Linked DNA regions of Sus scrofa: all the other regions are linked to region 3. The links are chromatin contacts, called in public Hi-C and HiChIP or PLAC-seq maps. All regions are on one chromosome and are shown on one strand. Each heading gives the region's core, a stretch centred on a gene start, on an enhancer-like site or on the middle of the called end of the contact. The rest is flanking DNA. Distances are from core to core; before and after follow the strand shown. Region 1 overlaps CYFIP2 (cytoplasmic FMR1-interacting protein 2). Region 2 holds the start of CYFIP2 (cytoplasmic FMR1-interacting protein 2). Region 3 holds the start of THG1L (probable tRNA(His) guanylyltransferase).

Evidence for each region. A called contact is a pair of places that touch in the nucleus more often than the background predicts. HiChIP or PLAC-seq counts read pairs in DNA pulled down with a chosen protein or histone mark.
Region 1: a Hi-C map of omental adipose tissue shows a contact between it and region 3, with 2.1 times the contacts expected there. The contact joins the enhancer-like site here to the promoter of THG1L in region 3. A contact is called at or near these places in 1 of 5 promoter capture datasets (liver), 20 of 47 Hi-C or Micro-C datasets (alveolar macrophages, embryonic fibroblasts, epiblast stem cells and 10 more) and 2 of 2 datasets of contacts at active chromatin or transcription factors (alveolar macrophages and skeletal muscle).
Region 2: an H3K27ac HiChIP or PLAC-seq map of alveolar macrophages shows a contact between it and region 3. The contact joins the promoter of CYFIP2 here to the promoter of THG1L in region 3. A contact is called at or near these places in 2 of 5 promoter capture datasets (fetal liver and liver), 1 of 47 Hi-C or Micro-C datasets (embryonic fibroblasts) and 1 of 2 datasets of contacts at active chromatin or transcription factors (alveolar macrophages).

Annotation. Positions count from the first base shown.
Region 1 is chr16:65,957,884-65,961,573 of Sscrofa11.1, forward strand. It overlaps CYFIP2 (cytoplasmic FMR1-interacting protein 2), which reads right to left. Exons shown (of 31, transcript XM_021076694.1): 9 at 2,702-2,806; 10 at 444-535. Among named protein-coding and RNA genes, the nearest start is that of CYFIP2, 42 kb to the right of the region's middle. Within about 2 kb of position 2,353, at least 3 of the 83 cell types and tissues checked have an H3K27ac peak or open chromatin away from gene starts, as enhancers often do. A contact at or near this core is called in omental adipose tissue, where this site is marked.
Region 2 is chr16:66,000,055-66,003,506 of Sscrofa11.1, forward strand. It overlaps CYFIP2 (cytoplasmic FMR1-interacting protein 2), which reads right to left and starts at 1,518. Exons shown (of 31, transcript XM_021076694.1): 1 at 1,384-1,518.
Region 3 is chr16:65,608,952-65,612,910 of Sscrofa11.1, forward strand. It overlaps THG1L (probable tRNA(His) guanylyltransferase), which reads right to left and starts at 1,668. Exons shown (of 6, transcript XM_003134104.4): 1 at 1,435-1,668; 2 at 461-637. The coding sequence starts at 1,625.

The DNA of each region.
Region 1 (3,690 bases), core at 1,103-3,602, 350 kb after region 3:
GGAGGCGTCAACCCCCTTCACAGCTGAAACCGTCAGAACCATACCCTCCAGGGCATACTTACTGCATGGACACAAAACCTGAGGAGAGAACCAGGGTGATGAAGGTCAAGGCCATCTCACTCCGCTGGACCACTGAGGGCTGGCCATTCCTCTCCCCTCTCAGGGGAAGGAGGACTCCTGCTGTCCCACTGCGCCACCAAGACAGGGACAGAGAAGGGGCGTGGCTGTGCTTTGAGCCCTTTCGAACCCTGGCAGCAAAGGGTGGGTGCCAAAAGGCTCAGAGCACTGTCTGCTGCTCCCCTCTGCAGGCACCAGTGATCGGATGATTGGAATCCACCTGCCCAGGGCTCTGGGGAGGGGGGAGGGGCTGAAGTGGCCCCTCGGCCCCCTGCCCGGGCTGGGCGTCCTCGCGGGAGCCGAGAGACATTACGGCAGGCACTCACTTGGACTTGTTCTCTTCATAGTGAGCACTGGTCTTAATGTATCTGGCCAGCTCTATCTGCATGTCGCCGAAAAGGGGCACCACTTGCAGCTGCTGCAAAGGAAGCAGACACAGTGCATAAGACACCGGAGGGGCCGGGCAGCTGCCTTCCACCGAGGGAGACAGGCCTCCATGTGGGCCTCTAGGCCGACCCCCAGTTTCGGCTTCTAAGGATGCCACCCTGTGACCCTGGAACCACAAAGGGCTCCAGCCAGCACACTGGTCCTCTCCTGCCTCCAACTGTCCCAGTGTTCCAGCAACTGAGCCCAGAGAGGCAAAGTGACTTGTCCAAGGTCGAGCAGCAGCAGAAAAGACGAAGGATGAGGACCAGATGGCCTGCCTCCCAAGGCACAGTGCTTTTCTGCTCTGTTTTTCCTCAGATTAGAGGATCCTTGCTGCTTCGAACTCTGGACTCGAAAGGAGTGCCTGGATGCCACAGGCCAGGTGTGGCCTTTCTGTGAAACCACAGTGTGAAGTACCCAAAACCTTTAACACCTAACACCAGGGGGCAGAGGATGCCCATCCTAACACCGGGACTAATGGAGGGGAGGCTGGGGGTCACTGTCTGGTCCAGACATACTAGGCACTGTGCCAAGCCCCTCAAAACCAGAGGAGTTTTAGGGCCAGGTAACTATTCTGCATGATACCATCATGGTGGACATGTGCCATTACACGTTTGTCAAAAACCACGGCACACACAGTGCCAAGCGTTATCCCTACTGCAAACTATGGACTTCAGGTGGTAACGATGTGCCAACGCAGGCTCATGATGATAACAAACACGTCCCTCTGTCGGGGAGTTCTGATCATGGGGGAGGTGGTGTATGACTGGGAATGGGGGGCACATGGGAATTCGCTGTTCATTCTGCTCAATTTTGCTGTGAACCTAAAGTGGCTCTAAAAATACTCCATTAAACAAAGCAGAACCAGTATCTCAAGCCATATAAAACCTGGCTGAGGTCAGTACTGCTATCATTCCCATTTCACAGATGGAGAAACTGAAGCTTTGACGCTGAAGTGATTTTTTTTTTTTCCTTCACCAAGTCAGATCAGCTAGATGCTAAGGAGCCAGGATTATAACCCAGGGCTTTGACTCACCTATGTCATCTCATGAATTCTCAAGGGAACCCCACAAAGTAGATACTCTTAGCATTTCTATTTCTGGGGGCTGGGGAACTCAGTTTCAGAGAAGTTCTGTGACCTTCGGAAAGTCATCCAGCTATGAAGCGGCAGAGCGAGACTAAAACCCAGGCCTTCATGAGGTGAGGCTGTGGTCGTCCACTCCACCCCCATCTCATTCGTGCGGACTTAAGGCAGATTCTGCCGATTCTCCCGAGATAAGCCTTTCTCTCCTTTCAGGTAGCTCCAGAGAAAAGGGAACGTTCCAGCCCTGAAAAGATGCCAAGCGAAGCCACAGGACGCCTTCTGGTGACTAATTTCCCCCTTAACCTCCCATAGTTGGTGGGACCCAGGCCCGGCCACACCTTCAACAGGTTCCACTTCTAACGTAAGCCTGGTTTTCCCGTGTCCTGACCTCAGAGGTTCCAATCCAGGCCTGAAGTGCCTGATGCTAGAATAAACTGACAGCACGGCATTCAATTCCAGGGGAGGAAATCCCTTTGTGAAAACCTCAAAGGCAAACCGCGAGGTCTCATGGTCAAAGATTTGGGGCCAGAAGATCAAATCTCTGAGGCACAGGAATGGTCTGAGTGCAGGCGGGATGCCGCTGAGGCATTCTGCCCAGAGGCAGGAGCCAGTGAGGTGGCCTCTTAGTGGGCCAGGAGAGGCTGTGAGCTTGCAAACGTGAGGCAATTTAAAATCCAGTCATCAGTCCTGCTGCTTCTGTGAGCTCTGATTTGTACTGAAAATGAAAGCAGGCAGGGCCTTCTGGGCGGCACCTCTTTCTTGAGATGGCGAGGGATATCAGGAAAGGGAAAAAGCAGAATGTGGAAAGAATTGTAAGGCCTCCCAGCCGAATCCCAGCTGAATCTGAGACAGGCGTATGCCTGCCTCTCAGGGGCTTTAGACAATGTGGATTCCTCTACTCAGGGCAGCTGAGGTCCTGTCATTCTCTTCTTCTCCTCCTGGGGTCTTCCCAGCTACAGTTCACTCATCAGGCCCCACTGCTTGCCAGTTAATTTCATTCCTTTCCCCAAGAGACCACCCCTTGGCCCCCTACCCAGCCCCCTGCCCAGCCCCTGCTCCAGCCCCAGCGCTGACCTTAAAGAACTTATCAATTTTGCTGAGGTTGATTCTCTTCTTGGCATCCAGTTTGTAAATGTTACTGACATTTCCATCCATCAGGTAGAGGCCAAAACCCATTACCTAGAGTGAGAAGAGGCAGGACCAGAAGCCAGTCATAGCCATTGGAAATGTTTCAAAAAGCCAAAAAAAGCAGATCTAGGCATGTGTACACACACACACACCTGTCTCCACCCCCCCACCCCCCGCCTCCATGGTTGACATTCTATTATGCAAACCCAAGTGTCTTCAAAAAAAAAAAAGGATACTTAGGTCTAATTTAAACCAGAAACTTGATTTCTGTGAAGAAATGCTGAGGACTCTTTAATATATTATTATGGCAGGCACTTTTTGAGTCCTTCCCGTGGCCTAGGGTCTGTGCTTAGGGATTGAACAGGCCTAATTCTTATTTCTCACAACAATCTCATGAGTCAATTGTACACAATAACCTTATTCTACAGATGAGGGACTGGAGACCCAGAGAGGTTAGCCAAATTGCCAAGGTCACACAGCAAGCTGCAGAGATAGGATCTGAACAGGGACGTGATGACAATATTTATGCACTTAGATCCTTCTGGAGAGGAAGGACTGAGTGGTGCTGGTGTTGCTTTCCTGGGCCCTCACCCATCACAGGCCCTGAAGAATACTCACTAGGTGGTAAATGAGCATGAAACTACTCATCCTTTCCCCCAGAGAAACTACAACAAAGATTCCTAAGGCGTCTCGCTGGTGACTTCATTAACAAAAGGAACACATTTCATCCAACAATGCCCTATAAATAGGCTGATTCTTAATAGTCTAGCCTATATAATAGCTTCCTGAAAGCTGGCTTATTTTGCTCCTTTTGTCAAATGTACAGCATGCCCGAGGGGGTCTGAACAGACAGGATGAAAGCAGCTTCCCTCCGCTCCCAGTTGCTATGTGACCAGGGATAAGGCATGTCTGGCACCTAAGAGAGTGGACCATAG
Region 2 (3,452 bases), core at 268-2,767, 390 kb after region 3:
CTGATGGAGAAAACAACTTTCAAGGCCTTCACCACCCTGTCCAGGGATATGGACCTAGATTTTTGCCCTCCAGCAGCTATAATCTTCACAGCTGCCAGCATGGCTTGCAACAGCGCCTGTGCCCAAGAGTAAGGTAAGATCGACGGCCTCCCCACACCCCTCCTTTTCCCCCCTACCCACCCCCGTGCGCAAAAGTGACAGAGTCAGGAGGTGGGAAGGGAGAGGTGGGAACCAGCACTCTCCTGATTGCCCCTCATGCCTGCAGGGCTACCCCAGCCTTTCTGACCATGCCTCGAAGGCACAAGTGCCCAGAAGCCCACAGGAAAATAACCTTGTCCCTTTCTGGGCCCCGCTGTAAGGGGAGCTGAAGGCCCATCCATCAGTCCTTGGTGAGTCGCACTGCTATGGTGGGGAAACTAGACAGGCAGAGGTCAAAGTCAGATTCCCTGGGCTGAGCAGGGTACCTGGGCAGTCTCGGTGTCCTTCTCTGTCAGGTTTTCCAGACAGAACCTACTCCAGACCATGCTTCCCGCCCCCACCCCCACTGCCACACGGAGAACTGCCCTTGTATACCTTTTCAGATGATGCATACCCCTGGAGGGAGGCGGCTGTCCTGCAACGCAGAAGCCACTACAGAGCTAAATAAAACCCAACCTTTCCCCCAGGAATCAGACCACTCTTTCCCTTCCCCCCACCTCCTCCCCGCCCCCAGCCAGCCAGAGGGAGAGGATGCTAGGCCAGAAGGCTTCAAAGCGGGTCAGGCCTGCCTCCTCGCTCATTAAAGCCCCCCACCCCGAAACAACGCTGCGGAGACCCCTGCTCCACCCATCTCACGTTCACTACAGGGCGCGCTGCGTCCAAGGCGGCTGCCAGGCGGGCCCAGGCGGCTCTAGCTGGCCCTGGGGGAGGTGATGGTAGCTACAGCGGCAGAGGCGGCAGCAGAGGCGGTGGCCGGCGCTCTGCGGTACCTGGGCGCCGGGAGGTCGCCACCGCCGGCCTCGCGGCCGCTGCAGGTGCTTCAGATGCTCGACAGGAGCGCCGCTTCCTCCCAGGCGGGTGGCTTCGGCCCAGGCCGCGCACCTGCTGCTGCTGCCACCGCCACCGCGCCTCAGCTTCTCCATGCGTCGGTGCCTCCCCGAAGGCGGTCCGCGCCTCAGGCACTAGGGTGGGCCAAAGGGGGCAGCGGGCTGTGCTGGGCCCGAGGCCCGGCCTCTGGGAGCTTCTTGGGGCCCCCAGGCCGGGCTAGCCCGGCCGCCGCGCCGAGCACCCCCACGGCGCTGGGAGAAGGGGTGCGAGCCCCTCGCGCATCTCTACGGCTGCGTCGACATCCCCAGCAGCATCCCGGTCTCCACGCCGGCCCCGAGGCCTGCGAGCGCCGCTTACCTGGGTCTGCAGCAGGTCTAGGGGAGCTGCCCGAGGATACGGCGGGGGCCCCGCGCCGGGGCGCAGGATGCTCTGCCTGGCCCGGCTCGGCGGCCGCCGCGCTTGGGCCCGCCCTCGGCCCCGCCCCTCCATCCGCTGCGGCTCCTCCTCCGTTCCCCGCACCCCGCCCCTTCGCCGCCGCGCCTGTCACACAAAGAGCAGGAAATGGCTGCGGCCAGGGGCTCTGGGTGCGTCCCTCAGCGCGGCTGGCGCATCCCAGACCTGCACCCGGACCTCTCGCCCCAGGAGAGCCAGCTACATCGCTTAGGGAGGATTTTCCCGGGCCCCTCAGACCCAGGAACCACACCTGCAGCTTGTGGGAGGACTGATCCTTTGGGCTCCATTAGGATCTCATTGATCTCACATGATTTCCAAATGCATATTTTTCGAGCACTTCTTTCGTTCCAAGCACCGTGCCAGGAGCTGAGTATGCACTGGGGTATGCAAAAGACAGAGTCTCTGCCCTTCTGGAGCTTATCATCTATCAGGAGATACATGGCATAAATTAACTTGGCAAATGTCCAGTTTCAGCTAAAAGACCGTTTTGTGGAAAAAAAAAAAAAAAGAAAAAAAGAAACAGGGTGAAATGGTAGAAAATAAACCTGAGAGTTGGGGAGAGGGCTTCTGCCAATGGAGTCTGATCCCAAATGCTGCTCCTCTGTTCAAGAATACCTACTGGTTCTCTCTTTCACTTCCTTGGTGTGGAATCCCTGAAGCTGCCATCTCTTAAGCAGAGGCCTGCCTCAACTTCATTCAGGAAGAATTAATTGCCTAATGGACAAAAAGGCAAATCCATGATGACGGAAATTAGAGAAGGAATTGAGAGGACAGGCACTTTTCTCTTCAAGACTTATTTGCCATTTAGGGCCCTCCAAAGAAATGGTTCACATTGAAATGCATCCTGGCGGGGCCTCAAACCAGGTGGAAGTCAGACAACACCTAATTCCAACCTTGGGACCCCTGAGCAAGTCACTTCACCACTCTGTTCCTGAGATGCCACCACATCTAAAATGTGGGGAATAATCGTTGCCTTTCCTACTTCACAAGGTAAATGATTTGAAATCATTTGAGATGTTTTAAAGTTAGGGGGTAAAGTCTTGCTACAAGGGAACTTTCCTGAAATATATCTGAGGGGCTTGCAAATGTAAAGTTCATCACTCAGCTCTTCCTATCAAGGGTTATTTATAGAGGAGCCACATTACTCAACACTCAGCAAAGGACTTGTATAAGTCTTTGTCCTCGCTGATCTCACATCCTTTCCCGAGTGCTCAGGATTCATGATCCTTTGTGGTTTGATGTTACATCACTCATTCTAATTTAAATCTCTATTTCAGAAAGGATGACTTATGTATACATATACATTTCTGTCCCTGATGCCATGTGAGAAAGCTGTGGGGGTGTTTGTGGAGGATGGCTTTAAAAAGAGAACTGAGGTTTCCTTTTTTGTGTGTGTCTTTTTAGGGCCCCACCCATGACATGTGAAAGTTCCCAAGCTAGGGGTCAAATCAGAGATGTAGCTGCAGGTCTATGCTACAGCCACAGCAACTCCATATCCAAGCTGCATCTGCAACCTACACCACAGCTCATGGCAATGCTGGATCCTTAACACACTGAGTAAGGCCAGGGATCAAACCCACATGCTCATGGATACTAGTTGGGTTTGTTACTGCTGAACCGCAGCAAGATCCTCCCCCCCCCTTTTTTTTTTTTTTAATTTTTCAACTGTGATCCTTGGGATTTGGGGTGTCAGTGATTACAAGTATTTAACAATGAGAGATTGGATTTTCATTCTAAATGGCATATTATTTCAGATGTTGTAGATTTATGGAAGATGTATTTCTCCCTGTGGCTCCTTCCTTGTCTTTTCACTTTGCAGGAATGTGTTGCTTAAAAAGAACAACAACAGGGAGTTCCTGTTGTGGCTCAATGGTTAACAAATCGGACTAGGAACCATGAGGTTGCGGGTTTGATCCCCGGCCTCGCTCAGCGGGTTAAGGATCCGGTTTTTCCATAAGCTGTGGTGTAGGTCG
Region 3 (3,959 bases), core at 418-2,917:
TGATTTAAAAAAATGCAGCCTGCCTCTCCTTCTAGTCCTATAAGTAACTTACTAATACCAAATTTTTCTCCATAGGCAATAATGTTAATTTATGGTTCAAGAGGATTTTTTTAAGTCTTAGAAGGAAGGGGATCATTGTTTTAAAAACCTACCAATTCATTATATGATCTATTTCCTGTGAGAGTTTCAACATACTGCCAAATCAAATATCAGACTTGTCTGTTTTCTACTCCATAATTAAAAGTTTAGTCTGTTTCTGGTCTTAATGTTCAATGCCAGATCAGTCTAGAAGCTAAGGTGATGGGGAACGGAGAGAAAAGAATCAGATACAGAGGTATACAGATGTCCAGCTATAGGTGAAGTACAACAGTCTAAGCTGCCATCTCTAAGTCTGTGATTATAATAAACAGAAACCAGTGCTGGGAGGAAATATTCTGAAGGAGCTAGGCCACAGAATTACCTGGCTCTTCTTTTAAACCAATTGCTCTTCCGCTTGAACACAAAGCTGTACTCATCACTCTGTCCATATGCAATCACAATATCCTCTAGTTCTTCCATTACTGTCTGGGCACATTTGGTCATTAAGTGGAGAGCACGGCTGTCGTTAGGTTTTGCAAAGTGGTGCTTCTCTGCAAACCTTCATAGGGTAGAGAGAACAGGGAAAAGGGTATGGGTCGAAGAGAGCTTGTCATTAACACCACGTATCAAAAAGGCCGTTCAAAGAGGAAGATACTGTACTAGTGCGGTAAAACCAAACATTTCACTAGCCACACACTGATCCATTTCGTTAAGAACTCTAGTTTTTTCTTACTCTGACCAACTGAGAAAAAAGGATATAAATACTAAGCCTCTCTTTCCTTTTCTGTGAAATGGGGATAAAGTTACTTCATAGACTTGTCCTTAAGATTAGACGGAGATTAATATAACTATGCCTGGGTCCTTGGAAGTACTCAATAAATCTTAAAGGAGCACTTCTTAAGACTTACATTCCCACCTGTTACACTTCTTTTTTCCTGAGAAAGTTCCATTTTGAGGCCAGTCCATGACTTTTAATGAAATAAGAACATACAGTGTTGCCCACAGCAAAGCCTCAACAGGCCGCTGAAGAGTCAGGCCGCAGATACCTAGCCAACAAGATAGCTCGGCAAAGGCTGAAGAGCTGAAATAATGCACCCGAGGGTGCCTCTTCCCACTAGGGCCGTGCTAACGGTTACGCCAGCCCAGCTCCTCACAAGTGGAGTACCCTGTCTCATTTAACTACAACGATCCCCTCACGTTCAAGCAAATTGCAACAGGCACGTAGGTTGATGCTCAATGCCATGCGCTCATTGGCTGCTGCGTTACTCTGGTAACCATGAGCTGGGGCTGAGACAGAGGTGTTGGACTCCCCGGAAGCGCTGGCGAACCATGCAGCTCCGAGCCGAACTCGCTTACCGATGGAAATTCCTGCCGTCCAGCCGCACCACCACCCAGCAGTGGGCCAGGCATGTGTCGTCAGCCTCGAAATCTCGCACATACTCGAACTTGCTCTTTGCCATGATCGCCCCCAATTTCAAGTACCGTCTCAGAGTGACGGAAGCGGCAGCCAAGCAATCGCCAACCTTAACGTTGCTAGCTGCCCACATTTCCCCACGGAAGGGAAAGGATCCGAGAGCCCCGCCCCGGAAGTTCCTGTGACTTTTCGTGGCCGCTCTAGCTACAGTGGAGGCCAGCCCTCCTCTCGCCTCTCCTTGTAGTTCTTAACCGATTTCCTGGCTGGGAAGGAGGATTCTTTTCTTCCCTTTAGTACTACGCGCGTGGTTGCTCACCTATCTCTTCCCGGTCCTGCAACAAATCATTCTCATAAAGTGTTAAAAAATTCATTTCTAGCCAAGTCTGAAGGTTTAGTTGTGATTTTTTTCTTTCTAAATGTCATTTATTAATTTGTTGTAGAAAATGTGGAATATATCAAAAAACACAGTTACGAAAATCAACACCATGTGTCCCCTCTCCCTGTTAAAGCATTGTGGATGGGTCCTTCCAGTCCTTTTTTTGTATATGTGTTTTCACACAGGGAACATACAAAATTGGAATCAGAAGCCTACACAATTTTTATATTTATTCTATTCACCTTGAGCATTTTCCAACGTCATTAAATATTCCAAAGTATGGCTTAAAAAAAAAAAAAAAAAAAAAAAAACCAAAACAAAACGTCTCAATTCCGACATAGGTAGTCCCAAATTAACTCATTCAACTTTTTCACAAAGACCCGATGTTTGATTTCTTGTTGCTGGTAAATACTAGTGACAATAAGACTTTAACATTTGTACTTTTTGAAAACATTACCTACTTACATTTTTTTTTTTTTTTTTGCCTCAGGAAAATATCATTCAAATAATGTAAAAGGATATATGTTGAAAAGTAAATCTCTCACTGACTCCTAATTAAGCAATTACTGTCACTAGTTTCTCATCTTATACATTCATCCAGAAAGAAATATAGAGATAGAGATGTATTTTGTTTCAGGGCAAATTATGCTTAGAGACTGAGACTGTCTTTGCCAGTATTTTATTTACTACAAGTTTACTGTGGGAATTATATTTCTACAAGCCAATAGCAAACAGGACATGCCTCTTAATAACCTACAAAGAAATAACATACTCCAAATTATAGATTGATTACACCACTGTTCCAGGCAAGGGGAGATAAGAGAAATAAAGTCCAAATTCAGTTGAAATATATCTTTCCTATGAAATTCTTTCTCAGGAGAGTAGACCTAGCCAACCATGGGCTCATGTGTGGCTCCCAGCTAAATGAAAGTGACAAGTCCCCTCTTACTGGAGCATGTTACTAGGGAATGAGGCCCAGAATTGAGGGGCAAGATGATCTTTGCAGTATCCCTGCACAGCTTATGCCACTGCCTATAAAAGGATCACCTTTATCCAAGCAGGAGCTAATGCCCCAAGGGTCTTCAGAGAGCTGTTTAGGTCAACAAAGAGACAACTTGCCCAGACCAAAACCGTCCTATAGTCCTCAAAAACTCTGGGTACTTACAGTCTAAGTCTCCTCACCATAGCTGCTTCTTAGGTTTTTTTGATAAGCTCCCAGTGGGGCCCCTCAGCACCTGAGCTACTGAGTGCTTATCAATGACTATAGATGAGATGACGACATCCTGACACAACTTCCTTCATTCTTATAGCAAAACAACTTTACTTAAAAACTTCTTTTTTTGGTCTTTGCCCTAAAGAAGTAGATTAAAACAACTTCACTTAAGTCACAAACAAGTGGATTTGAAATCATAGCAAACCACTTTGAGGTTTCTGGAGGAGCCTAGGCCAGTAGATGAGAAGGAGCAGTGATGTGGTGTACCTGAGGAAAAGGTGAGGTAACTCACTGCGATCCTCCTCAGCCGTTGGGGCCTGGAAAAGGTCACCATCGTTATCAATCCCATAAGAAGGATCTCAGAGGTTGCGGGGGAGAGGGGGTGTAGAGTTGGGAGATGCCTCTGAGGTCATTGGGAAAATAAAGTCACCCCTCCTAGAGAGGATCTGGAGACAGAGCTAGAAGGGCCAAAGGGAGCCCTATTCTCCTCTTCAAGGGGTCCTTAGAGGATCAGGCTGGTGCTAAAAATGCCCCCAGGCACCATGCCAACCCAGGAAGAGAGGACTTCCCATCACCAGGCCAATTACACAGAAGGCCCTTGACATGCCTACACCCCAGCCCAGGCCTCAATGGAAATGAAGCTTTGAAGGGTAGAGTGACGCGGAGCATCTCAGAACCAGACTGTGCCTCCTACTTCCATTTCAGGTTGCTGGAGTGGGAGCAGAGTGAAAGAGCAAACCCTGGGCGTCCCGTTCAAGTAAGAGGCCTGGCACGCACTGGGGCTTCGGGGGAGGGACACTTTCACAAAAAGGCAAATACAGTGTGATTCTGGAACCTCAGTGAGATCCTTAGAGAAGTCAAATTCATGAAGACAGAAA